2 separate regions of the Mus musculus genome follow, and region 2 is linked to region 1. The links are chromatin contacts, called in public Hi-C maps. All regions are on one chromosome and are shown on one strand. The core of a region is the stretch at or near the end of the contact, and the rest is flanking DNA. Distances in the headings are between cores, read along the strand shown. Region 1 has its middle 30 kb from the start of 8430437L04Rik. Region 2 has its middle 4.7 kb from the start of Gm39850.

The links. A called contact is a pair of places that touch in the nucleus more often than the background predicts.
Region 2: a Hi-C map of muscle stem cells shows a contact between it and region 1, with 2.3 times the contacts expected there. The contact joins two enhancer-like sites. A contact is called at or near these places in 1 of 39 promoter capture datasets (cranial neural crest), 1 of 484 Hi-C or Micro-C datasets (muscle stem cells) and 1 of 115 datasets of contacts at active chromatin or transcription factors (embryonic basal ganglia).

The regions. Positions count from the first base shown.
Region 1 is chr2:72,671,228-72,676,724 of GRCm38.p6, reverse strand. No RefSeq gene overlaps it. Among named protein-coding and RNA genes, the nearest start is that of 8430437L04Rik, 30 kb to the left of the region's middle. Within about 2 kb of position 2,249, at least 46 of the 459 cell types and tissues checked have an H3K27ac peak or open chromatin away from gene starts, as enhancers often do. A contact at or near this core is called in muscle stem cells, where this site is marked.
Region 2 is chr2:73,001,491-73,006,987 of GRCm38.p6, reverse strand. No RefSeq gene overlaps it. Among named protein-coding and RNA genes, the nearest start is that of Gm39850, 4.7 kb to the left of the region's middle. Within about 2 kb of position 2,382, at least 275 of the 459 cell types and tissues checked have an H3K27ac peak or open chromatin away from gene starts, as enhancers often do. A contact at or near this core is called in muscle stem cells, where this site is marked.

The sequences.
Region 1 (5,497 bases), core at 1,000-3,499:
GGGTCTTTTTTTTTCTCTTCTTCTTCTTTTTTGTGTCCTTTTCTTTTTCTCCTTGCTTATTTCTGAAATGGTCCTGCACCTGAAATTCAAGAGGCAAGCTGTGCTCTTTCTGCCTCTGACATCATAAGAAAAGTAAAAGATGGGAGCTGACCTTCAAATGCTCGGCCTTAAATAAAAGCCCTGCTCACTGAGTGGTCCTGAGAGGGAAAGCTGAGGGCTCATCTCACCTGAAGAATCCCGAGGTCGAACCCAAGGCTGCCACTCTTCCTCCATCCAGCTCCTTCCATGTTCCTGCTTGGCTTAGGCGTTTAAAGCTTTTCTCCCAGAGCCAAAATCTTGGTGAAAGGGATTATCAGAGGTTGTCTGCGAACAAAGTTGCTCCGAGGAATGCTTTCAGTGTTAGTGGCTTGCATGGAATTTTCTGGAAGCTATTCAGAAATGATCATCCCTAACTAAGGATCGCACAAACCAAGGCTGAGGTGGGTAGGTAAGAACTGGAATCAGGCCTCTCACCTATTTTCACACCCAATACAATAAGTGGGCTGTGCCAGAGAGTCAACAGGAAACCCTTCTGGCTCTCAGATTCTATGGTAACAGTCAATGCTGAAGAGCCAATGGAGACAAAGAGGGAATACAAACCCACTGCTGGAGATGCCCTTCCCTTCAAACTACGAAAGAATGAGCCTCCAGAAAGTGCAGTGAACTCCTACTGGAATGACCAACAGGGAACTTATATTTGACTAAGAATCTAGATTTATCTCTATTTTAAATATTTTAATGTGCCCCCCCCAGAAAGTTACAAGACAGTACATACACTATGGCAGATATATACAAGTGTGGCCACACTGATTATTATTCTATACATCTTATTCAGGCCTATGCATGGATGTAAATATAAGGCAGACTCTATGGAAGTATACACAGCAAGTTGATAGCATAGGAAGTGTGGCTACATTAGGTGACAAGGATTAAAGATAATTTTATGATTGTCTACATTGTCTCAAGGTTCTCCAGGAAGGAAGTCATGCTTTTCTTATCTAATGAAATCATACAGTTTGCACAGATGATATTTAGGATATGGCCTGTGTTATAAACACATTTGCACATGTACAAATTCCTATGCCTAAAATAAGAACTGTCAATAAGTATCAGTATAATTGGAGATATTTAAATGTATGGAAACCAAAAACTCAAACAATCAGGTACCCAGCCAGCCAGCTTGGTTCAACGCCTTTGGAGCCCTGCTTAGGATTCTGTTCCCTTTAATCCACCCTTCTCAAATCCTTCCTCAATATCTGTCTTCTCTAACCTCCTCTCTCTCCCCAGGCTCTTTAGGGGGAAGCTTGATGGAAGCTGGAATGATCCCCCTACTCCCAGCCATTGTCACAGAGGATAAACCCCTCCCCTGAGTGCTAACCCTCCCCTCCTGCTGGGTACTCACCATCTCCAGGGGCACTTAGTCTGCTCTTTGGCGTGGAGCATCCCTGGAGAATCTGCTAGTGTCCTGAGTCCTGAGACTGAATCCCAGCCGTCCTTAGAGTCCTTAGACAGGGACACCGTGTCTCCAAAACTGTAGCAGACACAGCTGGGACACAGGACTTGGGGATGTACAATGGTTTCCACATTATCTCTGAGGGAAAAGGAAACACATTTCTCTCTCATGTGGCTCAGCCACTAAAAATGGCTTAGACTACCATACGCTCATAGATCTTAAAAGGAAAGCTATCTGGAACAACTCATGAGATGCCTAAGAAAGTAGATGGCCTTTTCGTCAGCAATGCCACTCACAGTCTTCCTGATGAAAATAGTCAAAAAGGAAGGTAGGGATGTGTGCAGAGAGATTCATTGTACCATTGCTTACGGCTAAGTCCAAAAATGGTTAAATGAAGGCAGGGTCAGTCCAGGTAGTGATACTATGTAGCCATCAACAAAGAATGAAAAGGAGGAGGAGAGGTATGGGAAGAGAAGGCTGCCGTGAACTGTGGAATTGTGCTTATGACTAGATTTTAAAGAAATTACCAGCAATCAGAATTATCTCGTGCACACGATCTTTCTATAAAAAGGGGAAAAAAAAAGAAGACTCCGGGGAGGTACAGGGCGAGGAAGCATGATAAGGGGAGCCTAGAAGAGAGAGAGCCAGAGAAACACAGGGTTAACTGGCAGAAACTGTCTCCAGCCATGGTGTGCTTCTATCCCTGCAGCCGCAACAACTGGGGGAGGAGAATGGGGGCGGGGGCGGTGAGCAGACAATTTGGCTGACTAAGTGGGAGGCAGAATATCACACAGCTGCCTTCCCCACAGCTGGATTGGCTTTGCAGTGTTGACAGTTTGGAAAAAAAAGGAGAGAGAGAGAGAGAAAGAGAGAGAGAGAGAGAGAGAGAGAGAGAGAGAGAGAGAATAAAGTCTTGTCTATGGCTGTGAGGCAGGCAGCTGGGATGTGACCCTAGCAGGGAGCCCTGGTTTGATCAGTAGAAGTTACTGATTTATCTTGAATTGTAGAGCTATAATTTTTTAGCTCTGATGAAGTTTCCATTATATTATGTTGGCTTTTTTTTTCTTCTCCCCGGGGCTTCTAAGCATTAAAAAAATATATATTTTATTCCATGCTTTGAAAACTCTCCATAAACAAAATCACTGTGATACACACTTTCCTTCCTCCTGATCTATTACTGACTTTCTACCACACCCAAACAGTAAGTCAACTGTTGAAAATCTAAACTGAGAAGAGGAGGAGGAGGAGGAGGAGGAGGAGGAGGAGGAGGAGGAGGAGGAGGAGGAGGAGGAGGAGGAGGAGGAGGAGGAGGGAGAGAGGGAGGGAGGGAGGGAGAGAGACAGGCAGAGAGAGAGAGTGAGTCAGAGTCTAAGCTGACACACACAGGAAAAATGAACCCGGAGATTAGCTAATTACTCAATGAACTTCAGCTGGGTAGACAATCTGCCAAACTCATACCACTGGGGGGGGGGGGGGGGAGGGAATTATTTGTAGTTGTCTCCCCTGTCTCCCCTTCCCTCCCCTCTCCCTTCTCAGTCATGGTCCCAAATATATGAATGACAGCTCCAATTCTTTTACTGTGGCTTGGGTCAGCTTGCTACTGCTACTTAGGTCAGAGGTCAAGTAGTTACGAGAATGATATTAACACATCACTTCTGAGCGTTCTCTGTTGGCTGGAAGCATCTATTTTCGAACTCCTGCAGGTGGCCGCCTCTCACAAAGCATGTCAGATGTTGCAGGATGCAAAAAGGTTCAAGGGCCCGTAGATTTCAGACGCTTCTGTGGGGCCTTTTCACAAGTCCCTGCTACCGTTCAACATAATTTTCATGGCTCTTAGGGACTTAAATGCAAGTGAGCAATTTTAAAGAAATCAAAATATGACAAAAGGAATAAAGGCCCACTTTTCTGAAGCAGTCCTCGCTTGTCTCTCCTCCACCCACCAGTCGCCCTAGCTGGTAGATTCAGCCAATATTTGAGAAGGGCTTAAAACTTTTAAAAAGGGTTTAACCAGACCAAATTAATAGAGAACCCAAGGCACACATTAGATTACCATAAATTAAAAGACTGAAAAAAAAAGTAAGAACATGACATTGAAATATACTGTATGGCTGGCGGGCCAGAGTCATTTGATTGGCTTAGTACCAACTTGATCGTAATTACAATCATTGTAAAGTGGGGCCTTCAGGGAACTGGGTAGTTAGCCTTTGGTGCAAGGCCGAGGAAGACTTTAGAGTTTGAAATGAATGGTGGATTTTAGTAAACAATGCCATACATACACTTCTCCCATCTTACTTTCACTCTGGTGTTTGCTTGTCCTAGATCTTCACCACAACTTTAAGAAATTTCTTTTTTTCTTTGATGTTTCTGATTTTCTACTTCATTTTTTTTCCTCCCTGTATAAAATAACAACACTGCTGCTGCTGCTGCTATTTATTAAGTAATGGCTACATTCAAGGTTTGGGTACACATATCAATTCATTTCAAACTCACAAGCTCCCTGTGAGGTCAGACTGGCTCTTTTCTCCTCTCTTCAGATGAGGACACTGTCCAAGGTCTATGGTTAATAACTAGCAGTGCCCAGTTTAGAACCTAAAGTTTGAACACTTGACACCACCCCCTTAACACAGAGCAATGTATTCTGTGCTTGTATTTTCCCCTTGGAGAGAGAGCAATCTGTTTTCACAGTCCTCCAAATAGAAAACCATTTACATAGGACGGAAACTGTTATGCCAATACTTATCCAACTCAATAGTGTCTTTTTAAAAAAGATTTATTTATTTTTTCATTTATGAGTTCACTGAAGCTGTCTTCAGACACACAAGAAGAGGGCATTGGATCCCATTACAGATGGTTGTGAGCCACAGTGTGGTTACTGGGAATTGAACCAGGGCCTCTGGGAGAACATTCAGTGCTCTTAACCACTGAGCCATCTCTCCAGCCCCTCACTAGTGTTTTTAATTCATAATATTTGACACAATTGACACACAATGCCACTTAGGTGCTTGATTGTGACTTTGAGTGTACAGCATTTCTGTGTGCCTGGTCATTGATGTGTTAGCTTTTTTAGAGTTACTTAAATTGGTTCGTAGTCAGCCCTTCACAGCAGAGGGGGATGTACAGGAAATTAAACCCAAGTACAGCACACTCTTCAAGAGAGCTTCGTGGAGAAAATGGAAGATTTCCCTGCTAGCAAAGCTCACCCCTTGTTCCAAGAACAAGGAGACAAGGAGACAGAAACACTGCCCATGTCGTCCCCATGAGTGTTTCCACCACATTCCATGATGTTTGAAGAAGTGGCTGTCAGTAGAGAGAGCATTGATTCCCCTGGTGTCATCGGGCAGCCATGAAGGGATTCTGACAAGGCTCAGATGAGGTCTCTGACAATGCTCTTTCACACATGCAACTCATCCCTCCTCCTCCTCCTCCTCCTCCTCCTCTTCCTCCTCTTCCTCCTCCTCCTCTTCCTTCTCTTCCTCCTCTTCCTATAAAAGTGATATTTTAAAAATTACCCAGTTATGAAAATCTCCCAGATCCTGGACCCCTTTATCCTCACCATAGCATATCGGGGCAAACCAGATTAAAAAGCTCATTATTTGGTCTCTTACAGAGACCACCAGAACACCCCTACTGCTCTAATATCTGACCACATTGCAATAACCACCTCATTCCCTGTGGGAATTAGTTAATGATTTCCTGTTCCTCTGTTGGATAAGGAATATCACTATAAATTTAAATAATATTTACATAAAACTTTGCTCTTCTTTTAGTAGGTGACGTTTACAAGGCCAGGTTTGCTACTGCTGAGGCACAGAGAACTCCCTGAAGCATAGACAAAATCCTACCAAATGAACTTGGACCGAGACTGGCGTTTCCCTGAGACAGGGCCCGGTCAAGGCTTTCAGCATGCGTGTGTCAATGCTGCTGCTGCTGCCTGAGAGAAGGAAGGCTTGACAGAAGCAGCTCTCCTCCATGTGTCACCCGTGTTCAAATCCTTTCTATTGGGCA
Region 2 (5,497 bases), core at 1,133-3,632, 330 kb before region 1:
CTCACTGGGATGCGCAGAGATTCAATCACTGCTAATGGCTTAAGGAAATGGGGTGGTGAGAATTAGGCTCATCCATCCCAATTGGGGCAAGAAGAAGAACCAGGGGATGTGTTTTTCAGTCTTGACATCTTGCCAGCTGGAGGGAAATGTTTTTCTGAAATCATTGAGCAGCCCACTCACAAATCATAGAGATAACTGCATTCAATGAGAATAGACACATTTTTATGTACTCTTGTTAAAGACTTGCACCACCCACTCAGAGTTGTGCAGAGGGTCCCTGGGGGATCCTTGAAACCCCACCGAATTGGCAGGTAGGAGCCCACTTTAGCACATGCCATGATAAGGGCTTTTACATAATGAGACTGTTTACATATCGCCAAGAACACTTTGGAATATTACAAGGAAAAATATGATATGGCCAACGCAGTCACCAAATCCTGCATAGCCAATTATTAAAAGGTGATTACTTCCTGTGAGGGATGATATTTAAGCCTGGCATCTGTCTTGGAAGGTCTATTTCATTTTAAGTAGAATTAATAGTGAATATTTGAAACAGTTTATAAATCAATTTTATATTCACACACTCTCATATGATTTGTAGGGTAAGCCCTGGGCCCGGAACACTGATTCTTTCATCATGAAAAAAGAGAATTGTGAAATGGTTTGCCCAAAGTCCAAAAGCAGAGGCCATTATTGTTGTCATGATGATTATCATATTAATCCCTTGACACATGCCTCTCTGCTTTTTCTGCTCCTCCATGCTGTGCCTCACATGCTGTGCAAACTCCATCCCCTCCTCCCTCCCCCCTGTATTCCCCTCACGGACACCAGCAGTTCCCCCTCTGCCCTGAGCCAGGGAGAGGACTCCTTGTCTGTCTCTCACCAGTGTGGATGAGGGCTAGGAGCCTGACTTTGCCATCTGGCCCACTTTCAGGTTTTCATGGGGCCAGGCCTAGGTACAACTAGAGCCCGTTTTATATTTCATGTTTTTCTGGTTTCAAAAGAGAAAGAAAGAAAGAGAGAGAGAGAGAGAGAGAGAGAGAGAGAGAGAGAGAGAGAGAGAGAGGCAAGAAACCCTCTGCAGCAGGAATATTGTTCCAGGCAGGGTGTTTCCTGTCAGTTGCTCCAGTGGGAGGATCTGCCTTTAGGGCATTTCTGCTGGTAACCACAATCTGCAATCCTTCTGACAGGTTTTAAAGTCCTAACACAGCCAGTACTTCATGGGGAGTGTCTGACTCTTGACTAGTAGATAAGGCTGGAGATACAGTACAGACTTTATTCTTTTTTGTTGCTATTTTGTTTTTGTTTTTTGTTTTTTCCAGACAGGGTTTCTCTGTGTAGCCCTGGATGTCCTGGAACTCACTTTGTAGCCCAAGCTGGCCTCAAACTCAGAAATCTGCCTGCCTCTGCCTCCCAAGTGCTTTATTCTTAATGGTGGGAGGCACCCACATCTGCTCCTGCCGAGGAGTGCTGTTTGTTTGGATGCTGGAGAGAGAGAGGTGACGACCAGCACAGACCCGGCCTGACGCCTGATGTGTTGTGTTTGGTGTTGGGGTCCAACAGGTTGAACCTCTGCTGATTATCTGCCATCCTCTCTCATACTGGGTCTTTGCCAGGATTTCTTCTGGAAAAAAGCAAAAGAAACACATTCAAAAGTCTAGGTATCAAAACCGGGCAGTGGTCTGTCTTTGCCTTTAACCCAAGCACTTGGGAGGAAGAGGCAGCCTGATTTCTGAGTTTGAGGACAGCCTGGTCTACATTGTGGGTGAGCCCCAGGACAGCCAGGGCCACATAGAGAGACCTTGTTTCCAAGTCCACCACCCCACCCCCCAAAAAAGGTCAAGGTAATAGAAGTTTACTAAATCGGAGGCACAGGGTTATATGAATGGGGAGGGTTTTCTTCACACACACACACACACACACATACCCCGCTTAAAGAAAAACAAAACCAACCCCCAAATAAAACCGCTCACTCCTCTAGGGCTGGACAATATCCATGTTGCACATCTGCATCAATCTTGTGATGGACAAAGACCTGATATTTGGAAGCTCAGGTATCAGAGAGCAACGCCAGGGGAACCCAGAGATATTCAGCCACCTGAATGTAGACCAGTGGTACCTTCCTGTTGGGTATCCCTGATGGGGCACCTAACCAGGCAGCTCCCATGCCTTCAGGAGAAGGCCCGACTTTGAAAGTCTCACATTAGCAGTAAGAACATTCTTTCCCACAGAAACTTTGAGACATCTGGGGAGAGAGGCAAACAGAAAGAAGGGTGGAGGCAGGGAGACCTCTTCTCATGGACTAAGCCAAGGGTGCAAGAGCCGCATATCCCTGCCAGAGGAAGGCAGGCAGATGGCCAAGAAGCACTGACTAAGAACTAGGCAGTGGGGGCAGGCCCTTCCCCCTGCCCTTCCCCCTGCACAGCCACAGGCCTCGGAGTGCTGGTGTGGAAGGGGGAGTCCACCAGTTGCCTAAGTAACCAGGGATGTCTGGAGGGGGGGTGGGCAGAGTACCTCTGAGCTCCGTGTTTGCTTATTATTTCTCAACTGCACAGTGAGCATTTGGGGGGTCTGAAGGGATCGTGGGGGGTTGAGACTCTTAGGAGTTCCCCCTCCCACTCTACCCCACCCCAGCGGAGTCTTGGCCTTCCTGTGACCAGGAATAGATTACATCACACACCAGCAGCTGTGTGCCTCTCAAGCGCCTTAGGGCGCGCGCGCGAACACACACACACACACACACACACACACACACACACACACACACACACACAAATCATATTTGTTCTTGTCCCCTTTCAGCATAGACGTGACTTAAATTTTTCAATTGTCCTCTGCTGTACGGAAAGCGCGCATGTTCTCTTCCCAAAGTCTCTGCAACGCAGTTCCTGGGGCGACAGGGTCCTGCAATAGTTGTTTTCCTCTCTCTCACTCTGAAGCTTCATGGCACTTATATGTCAACTCCCAGAGCCTGGGAGGCCAGGTCCTCGGGCAGCAGCGAGAAGGTGACTTTATGCCTATCTACAAGCTGTGTACAGTCCCTATGTACAGAAGGGGAGGGGGGCTTAGCGCCTGCTTCACCACTTGGCACCTCCTCTGTTTTCAACCCCTTTCCTTCCTCCACCTAGCTGCGTTCCCCAGGCGCCTGACTCTATTTCCTGGCTCCCAGATATCTTTCGTGTGAGAACAGACAGAGGAATCTCCTGGGGTGCGTTTGGAAGGAAGGGAGTAAGCTGGGGTTTGGATAGCTTCCACTAGCAGAATCTACAGCGGTGGTTCTTAACCCGGCCGTACAATAGAATCATCTGGGAAGTGTTCAGAAAAATTTTTTAAAAAATTAAAAATTATTATTATTATTTTTAAATTGCACCGCTCGGCCCAGGCTCGGGGATTTCTGTTTAACAGGCCGGAACAAAGGTTTGTTTTTGTTTGAAAAGAGTTTTTCCTCTCTCAAAGGTATTTTCAAAAAACAATTCCCTGATGTCTCTGAGATGCCAACCACTGACTTCAAGGTGGGCAGAAGCATGGCAAAGACCCTGTGAGCCACACCGACACCCCGAGTGTGGTTTATCTGGTGGAAGCCTCTCAGGGCCAGGCAAGCAGCTGTGCTGGTCGGTGGAGCCCACTCTCTTGTGTGCCAGATGTGCCCTCTAACTGGCTTTGAACTTAGGGGAGGTGGTTCTGGGTGACAGGAATCCAGTTGTGAGGCACCAATAGAGGAAGTTAGCCACAGAGAAATATGACTTCAGCGCCCTGGCGGCGTGGGGCGGGGTGAGAGAAGGGAGATGGTTGGTTGTTTTTCTGCACATCTAAAATAAAATTCAAGAGGAGGGGTAGCGCTGAGGCCAAAGAAGGGAAGAAACGGGAAGTAAAACTGCAGATAGAATTGTGAGCAAAAAGGAGAGGATCCAGAAGGACGCACAGCCCCCCCCCCCGCGGCCCCCCCCCCCCCGCTTCCTCTCTCCCCTCCCCACACACCTGTTTCTTTGAAAGCTTTAGTGGGTTGGCTTTTAACTGAATCAATTACAAGTAGCCCTCCCTAGAAATGTGTCCCAAATCTCTGAGTGGCTCTAACTCTGGCAGCTGCTTTGGGACCGTTATTTCCGTGTCCCAGAAGAAGGGTATTTTAGGGATGAGGCCTTACCAGAAATATGAAGCCAGGGGAAAATAAAAAAAAAAAATGTTACAGAATTTCCAAAAATATTTTGATAGCCATGCAAGACTTTGGAGAGGCTTGAAGAAAACTCAGAGTGTGCTCAGTTAATGGGTGTCAAGTGGACTGACTCTTGTATTTCGGGTTATAGATTAGGGAGGCTTCCTGTGTTATGATACGCACAGAGCTGATACACACGTGACTGTACTGCACCTGCTTGTGTGTGAATTCCTATGAATGTGTGCATTTGTTTGTTTGCGACCTGTAATTTTAGTTCGTGTCATGGTTTGTGTATATGGGATAGATGATAAGTTTTATAATAGTAGAGGACGAAAGGAAACCCAGGGCAGTTAGTATCAGCTAAGACTGATAGGAAAGTCAAACAGAGAAGAATTTTTTTTAAAAATTAAATTATATGTATGTATTATATGTATGTGTGTGTTTCTGTGTATGGACATATGCTATTATATGTATGTGTGTGTTTCTGTGTATGGATATATGCACGTGGACATGGGTGCCTGAGGAGGCCAGTGGTGTTGGGGCCCATGCTAGGATTGCAGATGGTTATGAACTATCCAACATCAGTGCTAGGAGTTGAGGTGGATCTTCTGAGAAAACAGCATACACCCTTAAGCACTGGGGTGTTTTTCCAGCCCCAGAGATAGCTCGAGTTGGCGCTCTTTATCTATGAAGGTTAGGCTCTACATCTCAAGAATCGAAAGGGCCCTGCCCAACTGAGGTCATCCAGCAATCCTAGCTTGTTCCTTCCGAGTTCTTTCCTGGGCCTGACTGGGGGCTCATTTGCTCCTACAGCCTGCTAGTCTCTGCTTTCTCCACCCTCCAACAGCTCCCGTCTCTTGAACTACTTAGAAAAATGTACAAGAGCCAGGCTTGGTGGCGAATGCCTTGAGTCCCAGCACTCAGTAGGCAGAGGCAGGGAGTTCTTTGTGAGTTTGAGGCTTGGTCTACATGATGAGTTCCAGGACAGACAGGAATACATAAAGAAACTCTGTGTCAAAAAATAAAAACAAAACTTAAAAATGAAAAGATACAAGATATTCTTTGTATTGTATCCTGTAGTGCGAATTCTGAAATTTTGGTTTCTTGTTTTTTTGTTTTTGTTTTTCCAGACAGGGTTTCTCTGTGTAGCCCTGGCTGTCCTGGAACTCACTCTGTAGACCAGGCTGGCCTCGAACTCAGAAATTCGCCTGCCTCCCAAGTGCTGGGATTAAAGGCATGCGCTACCACATCTGGCTGAAATTTTGGTTTCTTTAAAAAATCCAGAAATAAAAGCCAGGCTGTGGTGGACTCACCTTTGATTCTAACAGTAGGGAGGCAGAGGTA